Linked DNA regions of Zea mays: regions 1 and 2 are each linked to region 3. Evidence: chromatin contacts called from public Hi-C data. All regions are on one chromosome and are shown on one strand. Each heading gives the region's core, a stretch centred on a gene start, on an enhancer-like site or on the middle of the called end of the contact. The rest is flanking DNA. Distances are from core to core; before and after follow the strand shown. Region 1 holds the start of LOC103652578 (protein TOO MANY MOUTHS). Region 2 holds the start of LOC100280543 (ovate protein). Region 3 holds the start of LOC103651472 (WRKY transcription factor 22).

The links. A called contact is a pair of places that touch in the nucleus more often than the background predicts.
Region 1: a contact with region 3 is called in a Hi-C map of bundle sheath, with 2.1 times the contacts expected there. The contact joins the promoter of LOC103652578 here to the promoter of LOC103651472 in region 3. A contact is called at or near these places in 2 of 25 Hi-C or Micro-C datasets (bundle sheath and tassel).
Region 2: a contact with region 3 is called in a Hi-C map of leaf, with 2.8 times the contacts expected there. The contact joins the promoter of LOC100280543 here to the promoter of LOC103651472 in region 3. A contact is called at or near these places in 2 of 25 Hi-C or Micro-C datasets (ear and leaf).

What each region holds. Positions count from the first base shown.
Region 1 is chr3:223,194,372-223,198,464 of Zm-B73-REFERENCE-NAM-5.0, forward strand. LOC103652578 (protein TOO MANY MOUTHS) reads left to right here and starts at 1,844. Exons shown (of 1, transcript XM_008678130.4): 1 at 1,844-3,464. The coding sequence starts at 1,861. The coding sequence ends at 3,381.
Region 2 is chr3:222,799,654-222,803,881 of Zm-B73-REFERENCE-NAM-5.0, forward strand. LOC100280543 (ovate protein) reads left to right here and starts at 1,575. Exons shown (of 1, transcript NM_001153462.2): 1 at 1,575-3,117. The coding sequence starts at 1,658. The coding sequence ends at 2,938.
Region 3 is chr3:222,984,626-222,988,852 of Zm-B73-REFERENCE-NAM-5.0, forward strand. It overlaps LOC103651472 (WRKY transcription factor 22), which reads left to right and starts at 1,702. Exons shown (of 3, transcript XM_008677101.3): 1 at 1,702-2,809; 2 at 2,938-3,063; 3 at 3,515-4,167. The coding sequence starts at 2,352. The coding sequence ends at 3,968.

The DNA of each region.
Region 1 (4,093 bases), core at 594-3,093, 210 kb after region 3:
TGGTGATTGTTCCTGTCGTTCGTCGACCATGACTGTAGGTTGCCGATAGCTAGGATATGGATGCGACAAAGCTCATGCCTAATTTCCAGTTAACGATATGGGCGTGTCGGCCTAAGGCCGGCTCATGTATTTGACCACATAAAATCAAAATATTACAACTACATAAAGTCCATAGCTTACTAAACTAAAGATATTAAACAATAATAGCATCATTTAATCACATAAACTTTAAATATCGCAACAATATAAAGTCGGTAGCTTAATAAATTAAATAAATTAAATAACTTGGACTTTATTGGGCCATGTCGGGCCAAGCCCGGTCCATCTATACGGACCGTGTCGAGGGCCCGGCGTGTCAAAATTTGAGGTTTCTTTCAGGCCGCCTTCAGACCGTGCTAGTCTGACCCGTATTATTTCGTGCCGGCATGTACTTTGGGCTCATGTTTTCGGGTCGTGCTCATACTGACCCAAAAAGCCCGGTCCATATTACCCGTACTACTTACAATGTTCAAACGAGAGATCTCGCTTCAAGTGCATGCAACGCGTTCTTACCTGAATCGTGCTTGGTCAGAGTTTACTGCACTTATGACCAGGAGGCCTCTGCCCTCTGGGCCTTGTTTCGAGTCCGTAACTGAGCCCTCTTTGGACTTTGGTGAATATAGCGCAGGTGGAGGCCCATGGGCTGGAAAATTTGTACTTTTGCTCGTCTTTTGTAACATGTAGATTTAGCTAGATGATTGGGTTTGAATCTATAACAAGTCAAAATCTCTTCTAATTCTTTCTAGATCAGTTCAATTCATGTGGAATGAAAATAACCGAACAAGTTCAACTGGTAAATTTATTGGTTTGTACACTGTAGAGCTCGGAGGAAAGCTGGAAAATGACAGGAAAAAATTGGCCTGTGGACCTGTGGTCGAGGGAGGGAGGGACAGCCTCCTGTCATTAACAACAGCACATTTTGATGAAGATCGAAAAAAAGTCTCCTCTCGAATCCACTAACTAACTAAGCTAGAAGCCTTTTTTCGCGGCTTTTAAATAAAATCTGCATTCTGGGATTCTTTTTGGAATCTTCGTAAATCCGCATCCTTATTCTTTAAATGTCCCTGTACTAATAACGTTTGTAGTTTAACGACACTCTGGAAAAATGTCCATAACGCGAGGAGGCAAAAAAAAAAAAAAAAAAAAACGTCCACCTTGCAGCATCAAAGCAGTGACAGCCTGACAAAAATGTCCATAAAGCAGCGACAGTATGCCACTAGTGGCACCGTGAGTATGGAGTATAAATCTGTTTCAGTCGACGGTACAAATTTGTTTCAGTCCTGACCCTTCTTGGAGCCAGTAAGTACTGTGCACGGCGGCACAAGTGCTCCATAGAATAGAAACTGACACTTTGGTCATGACACGGTGCTCAGGGCTCAGCATCACCTCGGAGTCTTGGGCAGATCAACTTCAGATTGCAAGGCCGTATCAGCCAATCCAGACCGTAAGAGCCCTCTTGGAGGCTTGGAGCAAAGCAAAGCTGCCAGTTGATCCTCTTTAGTACTCTTCAGCCAAACTTCAGAATGCTCCAGTGATGCTCGATGGCATATGGCGTCCCATGCCATTTACGATGACGAAGGAACCAGAGTATTGTTTCGTCCCGATTTCCCGTGAAGCCAATTGAATGCAGGCAAATCCTCACTCAGTTCATTCACTCCCCTTCTCCCCCATCCCGTGAGCAGCATTTATCACTGGGCCGGCTCTGAATTCAATGCCCACTCCGCGTCGCGTCTCTCTGCCCCTCTGACACTATAAAACCTGCGGCGCGCGCCATTCTGACTGTACGTGCGCCTGGCTGCAACTTTTTACGCACGTTTGGCGATGGCTCCGGTGCTTCCTGCGTCTGCGTGGTGGTCGTGGATCGCGGTCCTGGCGGTGGTGCTGGCCGTCGGCGTCCGGCCGCCTCCGCGCTGCCGCGGCGAGTTCACGGTGGTGGTGCCGGACACGTCGGCAGCGGCGCTGGTGGACGCGCCGCAGACGGGGTTCTCGGACCGGGCGCGCACCGACCCGGCCGAGCAGCGCGCCGTGCAGGAGGTGATGGCGGCCACGGGCAACGGCTGGGCGTGGGCCATCCCGGACGTGTGCCGGGGCCGCTGGCACGGCATCGAGTGCGTGCCCGACCGCCGCGACACCTACCACGTCGTGTCGCTGGCCTTCGGCGCGCTCTCCGACGACACGGCCTTCCCCGCGTGCGAGGCGGCGAGCGCCACGCTCTCGCCCGCCGTGCTCGCGCTCCCGCACCTCCGCTCCCTCTTCTTCTACCGCTGCTTCACGGGCAACCCGCAGCCCGTCGCGGCATTGCTCGGCCGCCTCGGCCCCGCGTTCCGCTCCCTCGTGCTCCGACAGAACGGCCACGTCGGCCCGATCCCCGCGGAGCTCGGGAACCTCAAGGAGCTGCGCGTGCTCGACCTCCACGGCAACCAGCTCACCTCCGCCGTGCCGGCCACCCTCCAGTCCCTGAGCCACCTCCAGCTGCTCGACCTCAGCTACAACCGTCTCGCCGGCCCGGTGCCGCGCTTCGAGTTCCCGCGCCTCAGCATCCTGGACCTCAGCCACAACGCGCTCCAGGGTGGCGTGCCGTGGAGCCTCGGCCAATGCCGCTCTCTGCTGAAGATTGACCTCAGCCAGAACCGCCTCACCGGCACGATCCCTGACGCGCTCGGCGACTTGTCCCAACTCATGCTGCTGGACCTCAGCCACAACGCGCTGTCCGGCCCGATCCCGGCCGCGCTCAGCCGGCTGGCGTCGCTGCGGTCCCTCATCCTCAGCGACAACCGGATGCAGTTCTCGACTCTGCCCGACGACTTCTTCGCTGGGCTCAAGGCGCTGACCACGCTGGTGCTCTCCGGAATGGGCTTGGCCGGGGCGATCCCTGAGTCCATCGGGGAGCTGAGCGAGCTTCGGGTGCTGAGGCTGGACAATAACCAGTTCACCGGCGTAATACCGGCGAGCTTCCGGAGGCTGGAGAGGGTGAGCGAGCTCCGCGTGGACGGCAACCGGCTGGTGGGGCCGATACCGTTCGGCAAGGAGATGATGTGGAGGCTGGGCAAGAAGCTGCGCGTCGGCTCCAACGAGGGGCTGTGCTATGACACCAAGCAACAAGGCCTCGAGGGCGTCGTTGCGCTCGCCGGCGTCGCGGACTGTGACAGCGTGAGGAGTCGCACGACGCAGCACTTGGTTTGGAGCAATAGTACTGTAGTTAGCCGCGGCGGCGGCGTGTACACCGTGACCTCATCGGCTGCTTCCGCCAGCCGTAACTCCGGTGGCGGTACTCGTGTGGAGACTTGGCTTGTGTTCGTGTGTCTGCACCTTGCATGGTTCGTAGCCTGTAATTGTAAGTAGGCCAAGTGGTGATTCCGGGACCTGAACAGTGTGGTTGTAAAGAGAGCTCAGTGCATTGTTTTATGAAGAGGACAGTAAGAAGCGAATAAGAATTTTGTCTTACTCCTACCGTCCTACGTTCCAAATTACTAAATTATTTTGAAGCCAACCTCTCTATCCCGTCTATCTTAGCAAGATACTCCGCACATTTCTACAATTTAATTACTAATTAGGGCTCCAAGAATTCCCCGTGCTAAATTTCACGAGACATGCTGTTAGGGGGAAAATCCTATTTGAGGCTTTGTTAATTCGAGAGAAAATTAGTTCATTGTCATCCAAACTGACCTCTTTATTTGCAATGATTTTTTTATAGAAGAAAACTAGTGGTTGTCATTAATACCTTGGGAGCGTCTATCATAAGGAAGATCGCTCAAAATATGGACCTTGGGAGCGTCTATCATAAGGAAGATCACTCAAAATATGAAGCTTTGTTTAATGTAATACCCAAAAATGTAAATAGTGAAAATAGAGGAGAGCCCAATATTTTGTGATCTATACTTATCATCACATGTGAATATCATATGTAAAAACAAATAATTAATAAATGATATGCCACTAAATTATGCATCATGCTGGAATTTTATTTTGTGTGCATTCTGTGACAATATAAAAGTAATATATTAATACCAAAACTCGGGAATTTAAGCCTAGTTTGCAAATTAGAGGTTAGAGA
Region 2 (4,228 bases), core at 325-2,824, 190 kb before region 3:
CGAGGACGGTTCGTCGAAGCCTTGGCGTACGCGTCTCTCTGCTGGCAGGGGGGCAGGGATCCGTCTGGACCGCGCTGGCTGCGGTCTTTCGTTTGGACGGTCCGTCCACGGTGCATGCATTGCATGAGGATGATGAGGATGACCAGGACCGGCGTCTCGCATGATGAAACTGACTGACTGACTGATACAGTAGATGTCGATTTGGCGTATACTCCGGTGTGTAGTACGTTTGCTGGCCAAGGAGCAGCTAGGCATGACAGCGTCACGTACGCACGCTAGTTACATGCTCCTACCAGAGATCGCTCTGCAAACGGTAGTTACACGCCCCACCCACAGCACATGTCAGTGAAGCCGAAGAACACAGCGTGTGCTGGCAAGTTAAAACTAGAGTCAGTCGTCGTTCCATGGATGGATGGGTGGGTATATGGGTTGGTAGTCGTAGGGAGAGGGGGGCATCTTTCCATCACCTAAGCTCAGCCTGTGACATACCGAGACAACCGAGAAACCAACAAAGGACTCTCCTAATAATCAATAAATAAAACCAGAGCTAATTATGCCGTGCCCCCGGCCTCGGATTTTGCCTTTGTTTGTATTCGCGTCGCGCGCGCGGGTTTACACCTAAAGCCGGCATTCTACTACTAACATCTTGGCGTGTTACCGCGAGAAGCTAGCCATTCAGCGCGGGCGCATACGATTCTGCAAAAAACCGAGCTGCGGTGCTACATTCCGCTAACCTCCTAATCATGTGTGGCGGAAGGATCGCCTAGGTCCGAGCGGAATTAGGCCGTTGGGGTTTTGTTCCGTCGTCGTCGTCGTCGTCGTCCTGATGCATGCGCTTTTGTTTGAAATCGGAGCGAGGGACGACGGTCGATGGACGAACGGACATAGTACAGTACGCACACTCCTAGACCGGATAGAATGTTTTTGCATTGGTGCCGTGCGCGCAGCCCGCAGGCAGGGCTCTTGATCAACGAAAAGATGCCGAAAACACTTCAGAGCTTCGAAAGCATCTTTTCGTCTCCCTCTTGCCACGACCACGGCCCGGCGCGGCAGCAGCGGAGTGGTCAACGGGGGCCACCACCCCGGCCGACACGGCACGTCGCGGCGGCAGGACAGCTCCAGCGGCGGGAGGACCGCTCGGGCTCGGCTCGACCAGGCGGCCTGGCCCTGGCCTGGGGCCTCAGTGCCTGCCTGACACAAGCACACGACGTCGTCGGCCACCGTACCGCCCCTCCCTCGTTGCCTTGCGATTGTTCTCTGCACCGACCGACGTGGCGCCGCAGTGCTCTGCGATCAAGTGTCCATCATCCATGCATGCATGCACCCAGCAGGCCACGTACGCTCACCTAACACGATCGTACGGCTGATCCGCCATCGACGGCAGCAAGCATGTTATGCATTGCCGGCTCCATGCACACAGCACACGAGACGAGATAGTGCCTGCACAGCCTGTACGTTTGCGGGCGCAACTTGCTTCAGACTCGCAGCCCGTGCACATACGTACCCCTATGGCTAGCATAGAACACGCTTATTAAGGGGAACCAAGAGGCTGCCGAAGACAATACACACGTTCACATCAATCCACCATTGACCAATTCCTCCCACACACTGAAGCCACCACCACCACAGCCTTTCTAGCAAGCACACGCTCGCCACAATGCGCACGCCCTTCGTGGACAAGAGCCCCCAGTACCGCCGGGACAGCGCCGCCGGACGGCTCAAGCAGCGCCTGGCAAGGATCCTCACGCGCTCCACCTGCACCACCAATAACGCCGCTGCCGCCAGCTCGGGCGGCACGGCCACGGCCACGGCCTTCGTCAGCCTCGCCAAGACCAACAACGCCCACACCGCCGCCTCCTCATCTCACCCGGAGCCGGAAGCGCCGCCCTCCCCGTACTTCTGCACGCCCTGCACCTACGACTACGAGCGCCCCAAGGCCGACCGCGGGACACGCCCGCGCCGCAGCCGCACCCGCAGCGCGTCGCTCGTACACATCTCCGTGGACTGCACGGGCGGGGCCGCCTCCGGCCGCCGCTCCGCCCACTCCGACGCGCCGCTTCTGCAGCACCTCTTGTCGGAACAGGTGCCGGCGAGGGACGTCGTCGGCGGCACGAAGCAGAGCAAGGGCGGCGGCGGCAGGAGCAAGCTGACGACGGCGCGGTCGTCTCCGTCGGCGTCGAGGCGGCACTGCTCGTCCTCCTCCTCCTCCTGGGGCCGCGCCCGCGCGCGCCGGCCCAGCAGCACGCCCACGCCCTACAGCTGGTCGTCGTCGTCGCGGTCGTCCGCCACCGCGACGGACGACGAGCTCGCGCCGTTCAGCGGCAGCGACGACGAGGCCGGCGGCCAGGCGGCCGACATGCGGACGCTCTTCTCGTCCCTCAGCTTCTCGTCCGACCCCACATCATCCGAGTTCTACCGCACCAACGGCGGCCGCAGCGGCAACGGCAACGCCAGCAGGAGGAGCCACAGGAACACGGCGAGTCGTCGTCGCGGCCGCCGCGCGCGCGCGCCACGGCGTGCGCTGTCGAGATCCAGCGGCGGCGACCCGGCAGCACCGCCCGACGCCTTCCGGCCGCTGGTGTCCGTGGAGACGACGAGGCGCACTACGGAGCGCAGCGAGAGGAGCAAGGAAGACAAGGGTCTCAATAACGCCAAGAAGCTGACGATGACGATGCTGGGCGCGGCCGCTGCCGCGGAGGAGGAGGAGGAGGAGGCCATCGCCGCCGGCGCGGGCATGGCTGTGGTGAAGCGCTCCAGCAACCCTTACCTGGACTTCCGCAGCTCCATGGTGGAGATGGTGGTGGAGCGGCGCATCGCCAGCGTGGGGAAGATGGAGGAGCTCCTGGGCTCGTACCTCTCGCTCAACTCGCCGCGCCACCACCCGGCCATCCTCGCTGCCTTCGAGGACGTCTGGGAGGCCGTCTTCGGCGAGGAGTGAGTGACTGGGAGCGTCAAGCGTGATCTCTTTCAGAGTACTGTTTCAAAACTTCTACGTACATGCCAATGTATAAATTGGCAACATTTTGCCACGCCGAGATGCTGTGGTGCTCATCGTATGTAACGAGCTTCATATACATGGTGATAATTGAGCGCCTGAGTGGCTGAGTTCTACGAAAAGATTTGGATTTGTTGTTGGGGCGCTTGTTGTCTTCATATCCTTGTTGGAAAATATGGCTGTGTGAACCATGAGAAGCTGCGAACTAACAGAATGGGATGGCTGGATGCATCATAAAAGATTGGGCGATTCTTCAGGACCAAGCTCTGGCGATGCAGGGTGCACGGCCAAAATCCCTTGCACGGGGGAAGCAGAGCGAGACAACCAATCAGCATTTGTGTCCGGTCAGGATGTGGATGCAAACGTGCAGCCAAACAAATTGGTTTTGCACACACGGAATCTGGCGTGGGATCCTGACTCCCATCCTAGGTACGAGTACGACCAAAGATACAGAACCCAATCGAGACCATAATGAACAACATAGGCATGATGTGTGTTCATTCGATGAATATCAACAACACGTACAACTACTTTTATTTTTTTTCATCCTTCTCGTTCCCTCTCCATCACCAAGAGCAAGAAAGGAGGAGGAAGGATTGATAGGCATCCGTAGCAAAAGACTATAGAGATCAAGTGAAGAAGTACAAGGCCACAAGTGTTGGGGATTGAGACGGATGAGCCTTCTTTCACTAGTAAGTACTCCCTCCATGTCATAAGATAAGGCGTGCATTTTTTTATAAAAGTTAATGTTTTAAAACTTCGACCAACAATTCAGCAAAAAACATATATTTTTAGTGTATGCATGTTACAAACTTGAATTTGTATTAAAAATACTTTAATATAATGCTTAATTTGTATTTGTTGATGTCATATTTCAAAAGAAAATCAATGGTCAAAATTTCACTCTAAAGACTTTGCCAAAAACAAAATATACGCCTTATTTTTATGGGGTGGAGGGAGTAGTGACTAGGAGCAAAGAGGAGGCGGCGATTTCAAGAAGAAGAAGAACAAGGGAAGGGAGGAGATGGATCCGACTTCTCCAACCCATTAACAAGCTCAGCAACATATTCGAACTCATTTGGGTAAGTTGGATTGGAGCATAACCACATTTTTCACCAACGATCAAGAAATAGAGTTCATCACCTAGAAACCATCCCCTATGCACATTATGTTGTTTAGATGCAAAGTTAGATACAATTGCATAGATGTGATCAGTAGAACCCTATCCCCAGA
Region 3 (4,227 bases), core at 452-2,951:
TTGTCACTCTAGCATGGTGAACCAACCATAATCGTGTTCACATCAAGTGGATTCACCCACGGCTCTCTAGGTGACCACTGAACTTCTAATCGCCACCGGTCTATCTAGGTGAGCAGTCCCCAACATCTCCTTAGGACTTGTTTGGAAGTACAATATTTTTATGGTTTCTAGGTAATGCCATGGTTTATAGAAATACAGAGTATTTTATGTCTTGAGGTGTTTAGTTGCATTTTTTTTTAAAAAAAACTAGGTTTTCAAAAGTATAGTATTGTAAATACTATGATATTTTTTTATTGAAAATTCCACTCGAAACTAAAGTTTGCATGACATGGTCATGGTTTACAGTAGTGTATGCAAACAATAGATAGTATTCTTAGAGCTGGTCAATTATCATAACAATTGCAAAGTATATTATAAGACAATGGTTTTAAATTAGCCCTTAGGGTGACAAAGCGTTTGCATGGAGAGAAACTCCTAGGTTCGGGTTAAATTTGAAAGGGCGGGCCGGGACAGGCGCGCGCGGTTGAGTTGATGTTTGGAATTCTGAGAGGCGAGAGACAAGGACGTAGACACGTTGTTTTCTTGAACCGTTCGTATAGTAATTTCATATAACGGGCTCCATCAGCATATATGGGCACCGACTGATAATCAGATATTTGAACTGGTTTCCATCCAAAACATTTGTAATTAAGAAAATGGTAGAAGCCAGGCAATAATCTGTGTCGAAGACCGTAACCAAAACCGCCCCCACGTTGTTGGCCATGTCCTTGGAAGAAGAATAAAATCGTTGTAAAAAGAAAAGAAGAGAGAGAAAGAATACAAATACCGGCCGGGAAGCTTGACACCTACCAGTGTACACACAATTCAACAAACTAGGCAGCCATTTGAAAAAAAAAAGGTGCGTATGGACCGGACCTGGACCTGGACCTGCAGTCGGTTGCTTCAACCGAAGTCAGGTAGCCGATCGCGACAAACGCAGTCACGTGTCAACCATCCATCCATTATCGATCGATTCGTTGCAGTGGCGCGCGCCTGCGGAGCTGGAGCACGCCCAGACCTAACAAGCTGGAGCGATATAACGCGGACAGGCCGGACCGCACGCACCGCCTCGGCTAATGCATTCGGCACACCAAACTTATCCAAAAACCCGCCGCACTCGCGTGCCTACTTGCGTGCGTGGCTCGCTGCTCCTGCTGCTGCTGCTGCTGTCGTGGCATGGGGCACCTGCAGTGGACCGACCGTTCGAGAAAAGCGGGGATACCGATCTCGGTCGTCGTCGTCGTCGTCGTCGCCGCCGCGGCCGGCACAAATAAAGCATGCGGTCTCCAGGTCCCGGCCCCGGCATCGACGGCACGCGCACGGCGGCAAGAGCAAGACAGCAACAATGCTCTCGCGCGTCTGGCGCGCGCGTCGTTGTCGTGTCCAAAAGCGCCTCACGCTTTTACCACTCACCGCCGCGTCGATTGGCCTGACCGCCTGGCCCCCACGCAGCAACAATGTCTCTGCCTGCCCTTTGACATTTGCGCAGGGTCAGATCGGAACAAGAATAAACTGACGCCTGCCTACTAGTCAATCGCGGCCCCGATACTGCCTGAGGGAGGGACCGAAATAACGTACATATAAATTAAAAAAAAGGGTCCAAGTGTGTAAAAAAACGATTCACCATCATCACCGTATTATAAATTCCGGTTTATTCCCACGCCTCAGCCTGCACTGCAGGCTTCTTTATGCCACGGGCGACAGAGGGCTCGAATCTTCCAGCACATCTCTATCTCTCTCTCTCTCCTCTCCCTTTTGACATTTGGAGCAGAGTCAAAGCGAACAACACGAAAAAGCCAAGCCTAAGCTATGCACGACGACGACGACATCGACAGACGTGGGCCCCTGGCCCCGGCACCGCTCCCTCTTGACAAGTGTACTTGGCGACACTGCAGCAGCAGTAGCATCCCATCCCAGCTATTCCCTCGCCTAGGGGATGCAAATCCGTGCGCGATCTCTCTCCTTTTTTCAATCCCTGCCGCCGTGCCCACCACTTTGCAGCGGGTTGACCTCGCACCGCATCGCATCCCATCGCAGAGATCGGGCCTGCGCTGCGCTGCCGGTAGAGTAGAGCCCGCGCCGTGCCGCGTCTCCAAATACTCGGCGTTCTCATACGCGTATATATGCGGGGCCCTGCTGGACTCGCACTGCCAAAAGTCAACCCCACCCCCTTCTCCCTGCCCGCCAGTCCCCCCCAGGAGCAAGGAGCGAGCAGCACGCACGCGTCCCGGCCGGCCCTCCGCCTCGCCAAAGGCCGCTCGAGAGACCGCCCGTCGTGGTTCATGCGCGGCGTGCTATGCTAGCCGCTGCTCATGGCGGAGCACTTCAACGACTGGGACCTGCAGGCCGTCGTCAGGAGCTGCGGCAGCGTGGCGCACCCGGAGCCCGCCGCCGCGGCGCCGAGGGCGGATCAGCCAGACGCAGCGCCGGAGCCGGTGCCCGCGCCGCGGCGAGACGAGGCGCCCGCCGCCCGTGCCACGCCGACGACGGTGCCTGTCCGGCGACAGGGACGGGCGTCGCCGCCCGCGGCTAAGGCCGCGGCGCTCCTGTACGACCTGGAGTACCTGGACTTGGACCACAGGCCGTTCCTGCTGCCGGCCGCGCCGTCGCCGTCGCCGTCGCCGGGGCCGCGGGCGGGGGCCGGCGGGCGCGAGCGCGAGGTGATGATCTCTTTCCCCGCGGCGGCGGCGGCGTCCACGTCCGGGACGCAGCAGAGGGCGTCGCCGCCAGGCCGGAAGCCCGGCGCGCGCACTTCGCGGCCTAAAAGAAGGTACCGTACCGGTCGTCCCGTGCAGCATAGAACGGTAGTAGTAGAACCAGCTGAAGAAGGTGGTGCGATGATATGATGGCTTATTGCTTTTCTCTTCTTTTTTTTCTTCCCTGGTTGTGGTATGGCAGCAAGAAGAGCCAGCTGAAGAAGGTGGTGCGGGAGATGCCGGCGGCCGACGGCGGCTCGTCGTCGTCGGACCCGTGGGCGTGGCGCAAGTATGGCCAAAAGCCCATCAAGGGCTCGCCTTATCCGCGGTAACTACCTTTGACCTCGCCTTAACATGCTTTCCACGCGTTGCACTCACTGCCTGCTACTAGCTAGCTGGTATAGGTGGCCTTATCGTCGAACGTTGACTCAATCACTCCCAACACCTTAATTATTGCCACCTTTTCTTAAGGAAACAAGAAGGCACCTTTTCTTTAAGGAAACAAGAAGAAAGGGATGGCATGCATGCCATCCTTGAGGCTTCGCATAGGTGTCCTAGCCTAGCTAGTGTAATTAGGAGCTTTGATAATTCAGCCACAAGAGCGAGACGCCAAAGCCACTTGGACATCACCAATCAAGCTTTTTGCAGTACAGTACTACGTACAAGATACTGTAATTCGATAGCCGTACTGCGTGCTTGCAGTTGACCCTGTGGCTGCTGGCCCGCACGCTCAGCGAACTAACGCGACTGTTGCGATGGGAATTGATCTGTGGCCGCAGGGGGTACTACAAGTGCAGCAGCATGAAGGGGTGCATGGCGCGGAAGCTGGTGGAGCGCAGCCCAGCGAAGCCCGGGGTGCTCATCGTCACCTACATGGCGGAGCACTGCCACCCCGTGCCCACGCAGCTCAACGCGCTCGCGGGCACCACTCGCCACAAGCCGTCGTCCGGCGCGGCCGCCGAGCACAGCGCGGCCTCCTCTCCCAAGAGCCACGAGCATGGTGGACAGGCGGCCGGCCGTGGCACCGGCGACCGCGAGCATGGCAGCAGCGAGACGTCAACGGTGGCCGGGGAGATTGGCGGCGAGGAGATAGCGGCCGTCGACGACGACAGCGAGTTCTGGCCTGAGGGGCTGGACCTGGACGAGCTCTTGGCGCCCGTCGACGACGACTTCGATTTCGAGCAGGTCATCGAGGCGGAAGATGGCGTACTGGGACGCCGGCTCTCCCTCTAGGTGGGCGCTGTAACGCCAGAAATCAGAACCTTCAATGGCAATGGAGGACGAAAAGACCTCGCCTCGAAGAGATTCTATGTATAGGCGTCTTTTTTGTGCGTGTTTCTGACAAACAGGACCCCGAAAACTAACGGGCTGATGAATTTCCGTTGTATATCGTGCTTGCGTAATCTCCGAGAAGTCGGTGCGCATTGAGTTTTGTACATGTACTCCTATAATTCAGGTGCCACCTGGCTGTATTGAGCGCATGAACCAGGCA